2 separate regions of the Gossypium hirsutum genome follow, and region 1 is linked to region 2. A link is a contact called in public Hi-C data. All regions are on one chromosome and are shown on one strand. Each heading gives the region's core, a stretch centred on a gene start, on an enhancer-like site or on the middle of the called end of the contact. The rest is flanking DNA. Distances are from core to core; before and after follow the strand shown. Region 1 holds the start of LOC107887149. Region 2 has its middle 33 kb from the start of LOC121217708.

The links. Hi-C and Micro-C count contacts between places; a contact is called where the count stands out from the background.
Region 1: a contact with region 2 is called in a Hi-C map of leaf, with 4 times the contacts expected there. The contact joins the promoter of LOC107887149 here to the enhancer-like site in region 2. A contact is called at or near these places in 7 of 34 Hi-C or Micro-C datasets (anther, hypocotyl, leaf and 1 more).

The regions. Positions count from the first base shown.
Region 1 is chrA03:56,578,402-56,583,674 of Gossypium_hirsutum_v2.1, forward strand. It overlaps LOC107887149, which reads left to right and starts at 3,318. Exons shown (of 7, transcript XM_016811304.2): 1 at 3,318-3,758; 2 at 3,902-4,045; 3 at 4,135-4,209; 4 at 4,300-4,493; 5 at 4,571-4,742; 6 at 4,820-5,221. The coding sequence starts at 3,543.
Region 2 is chrA03:56,495,071-56,500,681 of Gossypium_hirsutum_v2.1, forward strand. No RefSeq gene overlaps it. Among protein-coding and RNA genes, the nearest start is that of LOC121217708, 33 kb to the left of the region's middle. Within about 2 kb of position 3,146, at least 6 of the 9 cell types and tissues checked have an H3K27ac peak or open chromatin away from gene starts, as enhancers often do. A contact at or near this core is called in leaf, where this site is marked.

The DNA.
Region 1 (5,273 bases), core at 2,068-4,567, 84 kb after region 2:
CAACAGTTCCAACTCTAGTGTCATATTATACTTACTCATGCATTATTACTAGTTCTTTTATATGGTAAACATATTCACTTTTAAGCATATATCACATTACACATATAATCACATAACATTTAAGCGTATATCACAATACTAATATAATTATAAGTTAAGATAATTTGACACTTGAGCTATGAAACATAAAAGTGAGCTTTATCATCACTCATCGGATATACGGATCTCCAACATACCACATAGACTTATAAAGTCAAACATGTCCCAAAAGTAAAGTATAAAGCTAACATTCTCCTTATTTCCTCTCACATGTCCCATTGAATAGAGCTTAGGTCATATTCTCTTATCGTTCTAACATGTCCCAGGGCCCCAACTCCCAAAATCACTGTACATATAAGTGAGTGCTCACAACCCTATGGCATGCCAACTATATCCAATGGTCTCAATGATCACAAGGCCAAAATATCTGTTATTAACACACACATATCACTTACCGTTCACTGTACTTATTCACTACAAATATCACATTATAACATAAAATTATCACTGTCATATAGCATGTATAACATGCTTACATCTACACTTTCTCAACGGTTATCATAACTATATCTCACATGTTATAGCATCTCATCTCAATTCACATATTTAGAAATACATACGCACATTATTCATAAGATAACATAGGTATGAAAAAGCTTATACTCGAAATTTAGAGTAGGGTTTTAGGCTACTACTAAATTCCCAAATAACACATTGAATCATGTCCACAAGTAATTATTTCAAACACTACCAACACGCTTTCGCCGAAAAGCCGAAAGTTCAAACTAGCCTTTCTTTGCCTTTATCTCTACTCGTAAAGGGTCTTATTGATTCCAACGCTTCAACAAGGCAATTCACACAGCAACATTAATCCAAATATTCTCATCAAACAATCCAAAAGCACAAGTCTAAGCTAGGTTCTCATGTAACCAAAACCTTTAACATAGCAAACTTAAAACTCAAATATCTTGATCTATACTTAATCTTTTCACCTAAAACAAATTCTGTTCATCTTATAAGTCACCTACGACTAATTCCCAACCTTTAAACTACACAAAAATACTTAGTTCATAGTATTAACTTTTTCGACATGTTTATGGCAATTTTCTAAAAATTCATTAAAATTTAAGAAATCTTTAACGAAACTTCAAATTAAGTTTAGAAACCTCTTAATCATGTCAAAACTAATTTAAAAACACTTTGAAACCATGTTTTTACTCAAAATCTTGAAATCCACCATTAACGAGCTAATTTTTTACTTTTATTTAAAACATGTGATTTAATGTCCAAAAACTTAGTTTTAAAGACTAAATAACATTTAAAATTAATAGAAATATGAACGGTTACCTTAGTTAGAAGGAAAATGGACTTTTGTAAAAAACCCAGAAAATCCATACAGAAGAAGATGATGAAATCTATAGAGTTTTTGAGTGTTTTCTTGAAGATTTATGAAGGTAATTGACTTGGAGAATGATAAAAATCAAAAGATTGAAGATTTAACAAAGAAAATTGGATGAGGGATTTGGGAGAGCAAAGTGACGGCAACATACACAAAGGATAGAGAAGACTAATGTGGGTTTTGTGAATATAAAGGGGGAAAATAGGGTGAAAATTAAAATTTGGTTTAATTGCCTTTTAAAAACTCATAATTTAGACTCTTTTACAAATCAGTTCTATTTTCAAAATTAAAGGTATTTAAAACTCATTTTCCAAAATTGATTTAATTTTCTAAAAACCATAGTAAAAAACATTACCAATAAACCATGTCTCAAAATTTTGAACACTCTAAGACTAAAATTCCTAAAATACCCCTAAAACTCCTAGGCTCTATTTTGGGGTGTGACAACCAAAACGGAAGCTTGCCTATCTACCTTGCTATTCGAACCAAACTTATTATCGAGTTTGTCTTTACTCAACAAATGACCCTTTACATCCTCGAAAGAGAGTTTGTCTCTGCCATAAATTAGGGTCTCCTTGAAAGAGGGTAAAGAGCACAATAATAGCATAGCATGATCTTAATCGTCAATCTTAACCTCAACATTCTTTAAATTATTCAAAAGGGTAATAAATTGACTAATATGATCTCTAAGAAGCTCACCTTTATTCATGTGAAACGTAACTAAACGTTGTTTCAACACTAAATGGTTAGCTAGAGACTTAATCAAATAAAGAGTTTCTTAGGATTTTTCTCGGTAAGGACCTTTCAGGCCAGTCTAAACTAAAATTGTCATCATCCGAACTTGCCACAGATTGAAATTTGTGGCACCATCAAACTTCTCAATGTCAAACCTTGCTGCTTTCATCTCTAAACAGGCTGATCTACAAAAATTGAACTAACTCTGATACCATTTGTTGGGGATCGACCCAATTAAGCAATGAACAAGTAAAAAATAATGAAATAAATTGAGAAATCGAACACATAAATTTAACATGGAAAAACCCTCCAAAGAGGATAAAAAATCACATACAAATATAATTTTACTATAATAGAAAAAGAACGAAGAGTATAAAAGATAAAAATAAAAACTAAACCCCGAAACTCAAAAATAAAGAACCCTCAAAACGTTAACACAAAATTCTCCAAAAGTGTTATATTCTAATCTTTTACTGGGTGTCTTAAGTCAAATAATAATAAAATAATCTAGATTAATCAGAGTTTGACTTAAACAAATAGACAGAGTGTAACTGAGAGATTATCTCTCAAATTTGACTGAAATATGAGTCATACTCAACAATATCAATTAAAAAACTTTCCGTTATTAATTTAAAGATAAAATACCAAAATAGGAGTGAATTTAAATGTTAGAATCTAAGTTAAAAAAAATTTAAAAACAAAGTATAATTGGGTGAAGTAAAATAAAGGAAAGAATATTGGAGCCTGGTCTCGCCATTGTTGGAAGCCAATATCCTCAAGTCATGCAAGTTTTTGACAGGCAAGTGAAGAGAATATTTGGGATTTAAAAGAAACCATTTCTAAATGGTTCAATGAAATGGTAAAGAAAGCTGTAAGTGTTAAGTTAAAAATACAAAATTGAACGAATAAATTTTCAACCACACAGATTTTTTGGAATAATTTGAGAATTTTACGAGCATGAAATGATATGTTTTATTTAAATTATCAGTAATTCCACAGAAAATTATAGCGATGCCATTATTTGAATAACTTTTAGTACAAGAATTAATTTTGAGCAAATTTTAGTAGGAGTAAAATGAAGTTTATCTCGATATACTTTCTTGGTCAGAGAACTTATGTCATAATATACCTTCTATATTTTTGTTTGTTACTCTAAATACTAAAATACGAATATATGAATAGCATTTAGTAGAGAAAAAGTATGATGTAATCTAGCCGGTGCTGGGAATGGGATCTGTCTGATTGGGCCAACACGGCCCGGCATAAGAACGCTTTGTTTAATCGGCTAATTAATCCATTTCCTGTCTGTAATTGTTTGTAAACTATAAAGCCATAGGCTTGTTCTATGTCTAAAAATTGAAAAACAAAAATGTCCTCTGTGCTTGTGTCTTCCCCTGTTATCTTCCCTCTCTCCAATTCCAAGTCCAAATCCAGTCTTTGGAGTCCCTCACGAAGAACAATCTCTCAACTTTCGGTCTACAATGGTGATGACATCATTGATTCTTCTTCAAACACTCCAAGATTGATCACCTTCTTAGGCAAAGGCGGCTCCGGCAAGACCATCTCCTCTGTTTTCGCTGCCCAGGTACTACTTCCTAGTTACACTTGTCCCCAATTAACGGAAAAGGAAAGCTGAAGCTGACAGATAGGGTTAATTAGAAATGGCCCCTTTTTCCAAATATCATCATCTAATCTCTTTGTTTCATGCCTTTCTTTGCTGCTGCTTAGCACTATGCAATGGCTGGACTCAGCACATGCTTAGTGTTACAAGGACAGGATCGCACTGCTGACTGTCTTCTCAATTGTAAGATCGACTCCTCTCCTACTCTATGCACCCGCAACCTTTCTGTTGTTAGGCTGGAAACTACTAAAGTATGTTCCTTTTCCATGCTTCATCATCTATCCATTTCAAATGGGTTTATTGTAATTACGCTGAGAATGGATCATTCGTTAAACTGCAGATGCTTCTTGAACCTCTAAATGAGCTGAAGAAAGCAGATGGCCGTCTTAATTTGACACAAGGAGTTCTGGAAGGGGTGTGTATGTAATATCTCATCATCCTTTTTACCTTAGGTGTTTGCACTTCACACTATGAATGTTGATTTTGACATGTATTAGTCTACTAGGTTGTTGGAGAAGAGCTTGGGGTGCTTCCCGGAATGGATTCTATCTTTTCACTACTTGCACTTGTGAGGCTTCTGGGTTTATTCGGGAAACGGGCTCGGAAGAACCATCAAAACGATAAATTTGACATTATCATATATGATGGTATCAGCACCGAAGAAACCCTAAGAATGATAGGTGCAAGCAGTAAAGCAAGGTTTGGAAATAGGCAAAACAATTTATCTTTCTTTCCTAAAATGAAGTATGTACACAACCCCCTCTAACTCTGCACAGACTCTACTTGAAGTACCTGCGGAGCATGGCTGAGAAAACTGACCTTGGGAGATTGGCTGGTCCTTCACTCCTGAGACTCGTAGATGAAGCTATGGGCATAAGTGGTAACCCATCCCAACTCACTGGAACAATCAGTGCTGAAATATGGGACAGTCTAGAACGAATTCTTGAGGTAACCACGGAATGTATTTCATTTTATCATTCACCAATTTTTTGATATAGGAGATTGAAAGGCTGTAAGTTGTGCAGAGAGGATCTTCAGGATCTTATCAATTTGGGTGCTTTCTTGTGATGAATCCAAACATTTCAATATCAATCAGTTCAGCATTACGTTTCTGGGGTTGTGCAATCCAAGCTGATACACAGGTGGGTGGTGCATTTGCCATTCCTACCCATCATTTGGATGTTGAATCAGTGGAAAATCTGAAGAAGAATTTGTATCCCTTGCCTTTTGCTTGTATTCCGAATCTTGCAGTGGATTCCCCTCAAGATTGGAATGCCATCATGATGAACAATAGCGTGGAGGGTGCAAGGGGTCTTCTTTCTTTGCCAGCAAGCCAGAAGGTTTCATCTGTGATTTTTGACACAGCAAAGAAAACAGCAACCCTTCTCATGCCAGGTTTCGAGAAGTCAGAGATCAAGCTATATCAAGTATGTTCAGTTCTGAATCCCTCAATTCTTTTCAAGTTGTGTGATAGTTTTG
Region 2 (5,611 bases), core at 1,896-4,395:
GGTTCAAATCCCACCATATATATATATATTGATTTTTGTTAAATTAAAAACTAAAATACCCTTAAGTAATATAACTTATTTTAATTAAAAAAGGCATTTCCGTAATTTTCCTAATCAGTTGGTGACCTACTTGAGGGTGACGCTAACTCAATAAAACACTTAATAAATAATATAGATTATAAATTTCTAATAATTTTAATTTTAATTTGAAATTTTTAAAAAACCTATAATATTATTTAAATTCTAAAGTTTTTATTTCATTTAAAAATATAATTAATTTGACCTTAATTAAAAAAAGAAGGGATAAATATCAAAACTATATATAAATTTTGGTTTAAGGCGCAATTTGATATATAAACTTTGATTTGATGCAATTATACATATGAACCTTTGATTATAATTCAAATATATACATGAAACTCTTATTTTGATTCAGTTATATATATTAAAAGAAATAAATACATCAATTTATTTTTATTTTAAAAAAATATAATTATTTGTATATGCAACATGTTAATGTAAAATAATGTCATATTGATAATTGTGTTAGTAATTTATGAAAAATGAATCAAAATAACATTTAATATACAAAATTGCACAAAATTAAAGTTTATGTATAGTTGCCAACAAACTCTTAGCTGGTGGCAGCAGCATTATGTTGTAGGCATTAGAGCTTCAGATCGATCCTAAGAAGCCCCAACCTCTTTCCCTAATTATAAAAAAGAAAAAAATTCATCCATAGTTTTCACCTTTAATCCAAAAAAGAATATTAACTTTTCACCGTTAAAATTAATGACTATACTAAATTTAATTAATGCTTTGAATAAATTTATAAATTAAATAATATAATATAAAATTTTAATGGACTAATTTTGTAAATAATTAAAAATAGTAGGAGACATTAGAATTAAAAAAAATCCTATTCTTAAAAAAAAAAGTGTAACAAAATCTTATAAAGTAGCATTTATAGTTTAATAACATATAACCTAACAAATATAATTATGCCCTCACTTAAAATCAGGTTTTGATCCTTGTTAGACAACAAAATACCCATCATAACTTTTTTCTTGTCGGGATTGGGACACCTACATACTGGTGTTGCGACATCCTCGACAGTCTACTCAATTGGCTTATTGGGTCCTTCACGACATTAGCTTTTAGTGTCATGACATTGTCCTTAGGTGGCTTGACTACTTCATTTTCTAGTGTTGTGGTTGATGCTGCGACATCATTAACCCAATGTGACGACCACGAGTGCTGGTGTCGCGACCTTGGAGGTAACCACCTCGAATGTGCAATTTCTTGAAGTCCTACACTTTAGTCGATGGCAAAGGTATTGGTGTCACAACATTGGCTCCTCAATGTCATGATTTTGACTCCAGTTGAAGCTCAATTTTTTATTTTTACATAAACTAAGTACATAAAAATTAAATCTTTAATGGCATAAATTTACCATTTTATTAAAGCATAAAACATGATAAAAACTATAATTAAAAATAAAATCTATTAACTATAAAAATGTAATAAAAGACACAATAAAGTAATTGAAAATAAATAGTATGTAAATGCCACAAATGATCAGCATCTTTATTATAAAGCAAAATATATTATATATGAGTGAATCTAGATTTTTTTTTTCCTCTGGATTTGAAAAAAAAAATGTAGAAAGTAGAAATATGCAATTAAAAAACTAACTTTGATTTTCATTTGTTGATTGATAGTGAATTTTTTTTTTTTGACTTTGATCCTAATGAAATGGACTCTTTTCTGATATCATCAAAGTTTTAAAATATTCGATTAATAAATAGTTATAGATAAAATTTATAATATATAATTATTAAATTAAATTAATTTGATAAATTAATTTTTTTAAATTTTTATTTATTCAGTTAACTATTTATTTTAAATATAAAATTTTAAAAATATCAACTTAATTAATTGTTATAGATAATAAGGATAATATATAATTGAAATATTAAAAAAATTATTTAATTAACTATTTGGTTATACATAAAATTTTTAAAATACTAACTTAACAAATAGTTAAGTTAAATAGATATATACACTTCTTTCACATTAAAAATATTAGTATATGCCCTTGAGTTTTAGCTCGATTGGTATAAGCATTGTTGCTAATATAGGATAACGTGGGTTTGAGTGCATTAAAGCGCACTATCCATTCTATTTATGGGCTGCGGAGAGTCTATGAATAGTTCTAGGCATTGTGTTAAAAAGAACAGATATGATCAGAACCTCTAATAAAATTGTTCCAAAAAAAAATTAGTATATGCTAATAATTAAATCAAAGAATATATAAATTAAATTATACAGATAAATTAACTTTATAAAAATAATATTTATCTAATTAAACATTTATCTAATTTTTAAAATTTATGTTAACTAATTAATTAAATATGTATTTTAAACATTAAATTAACTTAAAATTTAATTATAGATAATATATAAAATATTAAAATAAACACTAATCTAGATATCATAAATCATTATTTTAAATAAATAAAAATTTATTTATTTAAGTTAAATTAATGGATTAATTAACTATAATAAATTTAATTTAACTTAAATAATGGCTTTAAAAACTATAGAAATTATATTTGTAAAAATATAGAAATTAAATAAAAAAATAGAAACACACCACTTGTCATCATTATATACTTGTGTACCTTATTTTATATATATATATATTATTAGATATAGTTGTTTAAGTTTAATTTAGTTCCAAATATAAATTTAAAATTATCTATATTTATAAATTGACTAATTAAACTTATTTAGACCCAATCATATATATATATTATTCTTAAGAGTATATATTTGTATTTTTATGTGATATTTAGTAATTATATATGTATGTTTTTTTACTATTTATATGTTTTTAATTAAAATTTTAAATAAAATAGTTTAATATATTTTTAATATTTACATTATAATAAAATATTTAATTTCATATGATATAAATTACATTAAAAAAAATATTTTATAAAAGTCGAGTTAAATCAAAACTTTTATTCACATGATATTTTAAATTTAATATATTTTGTTCAAATACCCCCAATTATTGAGTCGGCCTAGGAAATAGGTCAATTTATAACCCATCCCATTGGACACTCTCAAAGTCCTTGCTCCGAATTCATTTGGGTTTGTAGCTCTAGATGGACTACTTAGCCCATTACCACTTCAATAATCCTTTATATTTAATAGAAAAGAGTTAGGAAATCTATGATTCAAATTTACATTGTTTACCAATGTAAGGTAAATTTGTTGGTTTTAAAATACTTAAATATTGTGACAAGGTAAGGTAAATTTGTTCCACCCATTTTATCTAAACAAGGATTTAAAGAGACGAATAGCATCTTGATCAATGAAGACAAAAGGCGGTTTCCATACACAAATTTAGACGCGTTTTCTAAGGGAAGAACTTCTGATCTTGATTTCCCTTTCAGATTGATCCAGAGGCAAGAGGTATGCTACTAATTGCTGGGTTGGGATCAGTTTTGGGATTGGGAGAGAAGGAACCTTTTGAAGCCTTTTACTTTAATTTATTGGTTCATAACCCTACCATTATTACTTGAGAAAATTATCGATATGTTGATTTTTTTTAAAAAGAAAAAAAAAAGGGATGTAGACTACTTTTTTAGTATGTAGGGAAATATGTCATTTTTCCTAGTGTGTCATGAAAGTGTGCTATGGGGTACACGCTTTTGCAAAATGCTTCATACAAGATGCATTTTTCATCATATGATTAAATATTGATGTTTTCATATTTGTTCGATTCCCTTTTTAATATTTTGTGTTTTTTTTATTCATGTTGTTTCAATCTTTTTATTTTAATTTTGTTTCAAGCTTTTTTTATTTTAACTTCAATTTTTTTTGGAGTTTTGTTAATTTTAATTTTGTTTCAAGCTTTTTATTTTATTTTCTAATTTTTAATTAAAAAACATGTCTTTTTTTTCAATATTTTTAATTTTAATTTTAATTAATAATTCCTTTATTTATATAAATAAAACAATAAATATGTATTATATAATAAAATATATATTTTTGATATATATTATTATGTTAAATTTAATTTAATTTTTAAGAACATCAACTACTTTTTTAAATATATATTTTTATTTATACTTTTAAATGTCAAATATTTATTTTTTCCAACTACGTTGTGGGTATGGTAAATTCTAATATTATAAAATCAAACAATGATGTTTTTAATTTATTTTACACATAAAAAAATTGTATTTACTAAAAATAATGATATTTGAAATAATTAATTAATTTTATAATTTTATAATTTTCCATACCCATAATGTAGGTGAAAAAACAATGATATTTGAAATAATGGTTTTATTTTATAATATTAGAATTTACAATATCCACGATATAGGTAAAAAAAATAAAAATTTGAAATAAAAATATAAATCAAGAAAAATATATTAAAAAATTAATTGATGTTTTTAAAATATAAAATATATTTAACATAATGATATATAAAATATTTTTTAATTATATAATTACATGTTTATTATTTTGTTTTTATAAATAAAGGAGTTATTAATTAAAAATATGAATTAAAAATAAAATTTTAAAAACTTGAAGACAACCTATTTATTAATTAAAAACATTAATTAAAAATTAAAATAAAAAAGCTTTAAACAACATGAATTAATTTAATTAAAAGTATTAATTAAAAAGTAAAAATTAGAAATTTCCAACAATCTCTTAGCCTAATGGTAAGAATATTTAGTTATAGGTATGAAACTTGGATTCGATTTCAACCAACCCCATTCTTCTCCCCAGTTATCAAAAAAGAAAAGTAAAATTTAAAAATTAAAATAAAAAAAAAGCTTGAACCATAATTAAAAAAAATCCAAACAACATGAATAAAAAAAAAAAACCCAAAATGCTGAAAGGAGAAGTCGAACTTGGGCCACATGCATGAAAGCACCAACATTTAACCAATGAAAAGGACTTCTTGTATAAAGTGTATTACAAAAGCACAACCCGATGGCGTCTAGAGGTGTCCATGGGTCGGGTTGAACCTAAGCATTATATTAATATACTTTATGCTTGCCCTAGCTCAACCCGACTTGAAATGTAGATCTAAAATTTTGTCAAAGCTAGTTCATATTTGCAAAAGACTAACTGAATCCCATTTTAGGTTTGCCCATACTATTTTTTAAAAAATTTAAAAAATATTTATATTATTTTAATTTAATATTTAATAATGTTATACAATTTTCTATTTATTAAATTTTTTTATATAATTATCTTAACATTATTTTAATGTTTACATTATAGTAGTATTATATATTTAGTATAGGTTTTATTTTTTCTAATGTATTATAAATGAGATAATATATAAAAATAACATAATATAAAGTATTATAAACTTAAAAATGGGTCGGGTCGGGCCGGGCCGGGCCGGGCTAGGCTCAGGCCTTAAATGTTCAAACCCGAGCTCAACTCATATTTTAAATAGGCCTAATTTGTTTTTTTACCTAAGCCCATTTTTCAGGCCTAATATTTTTCCAAAACCCTCCCAAATTTCAGACAGACCTTTGGACCTAGACAAGTAGCGTGACCTATGAACAAG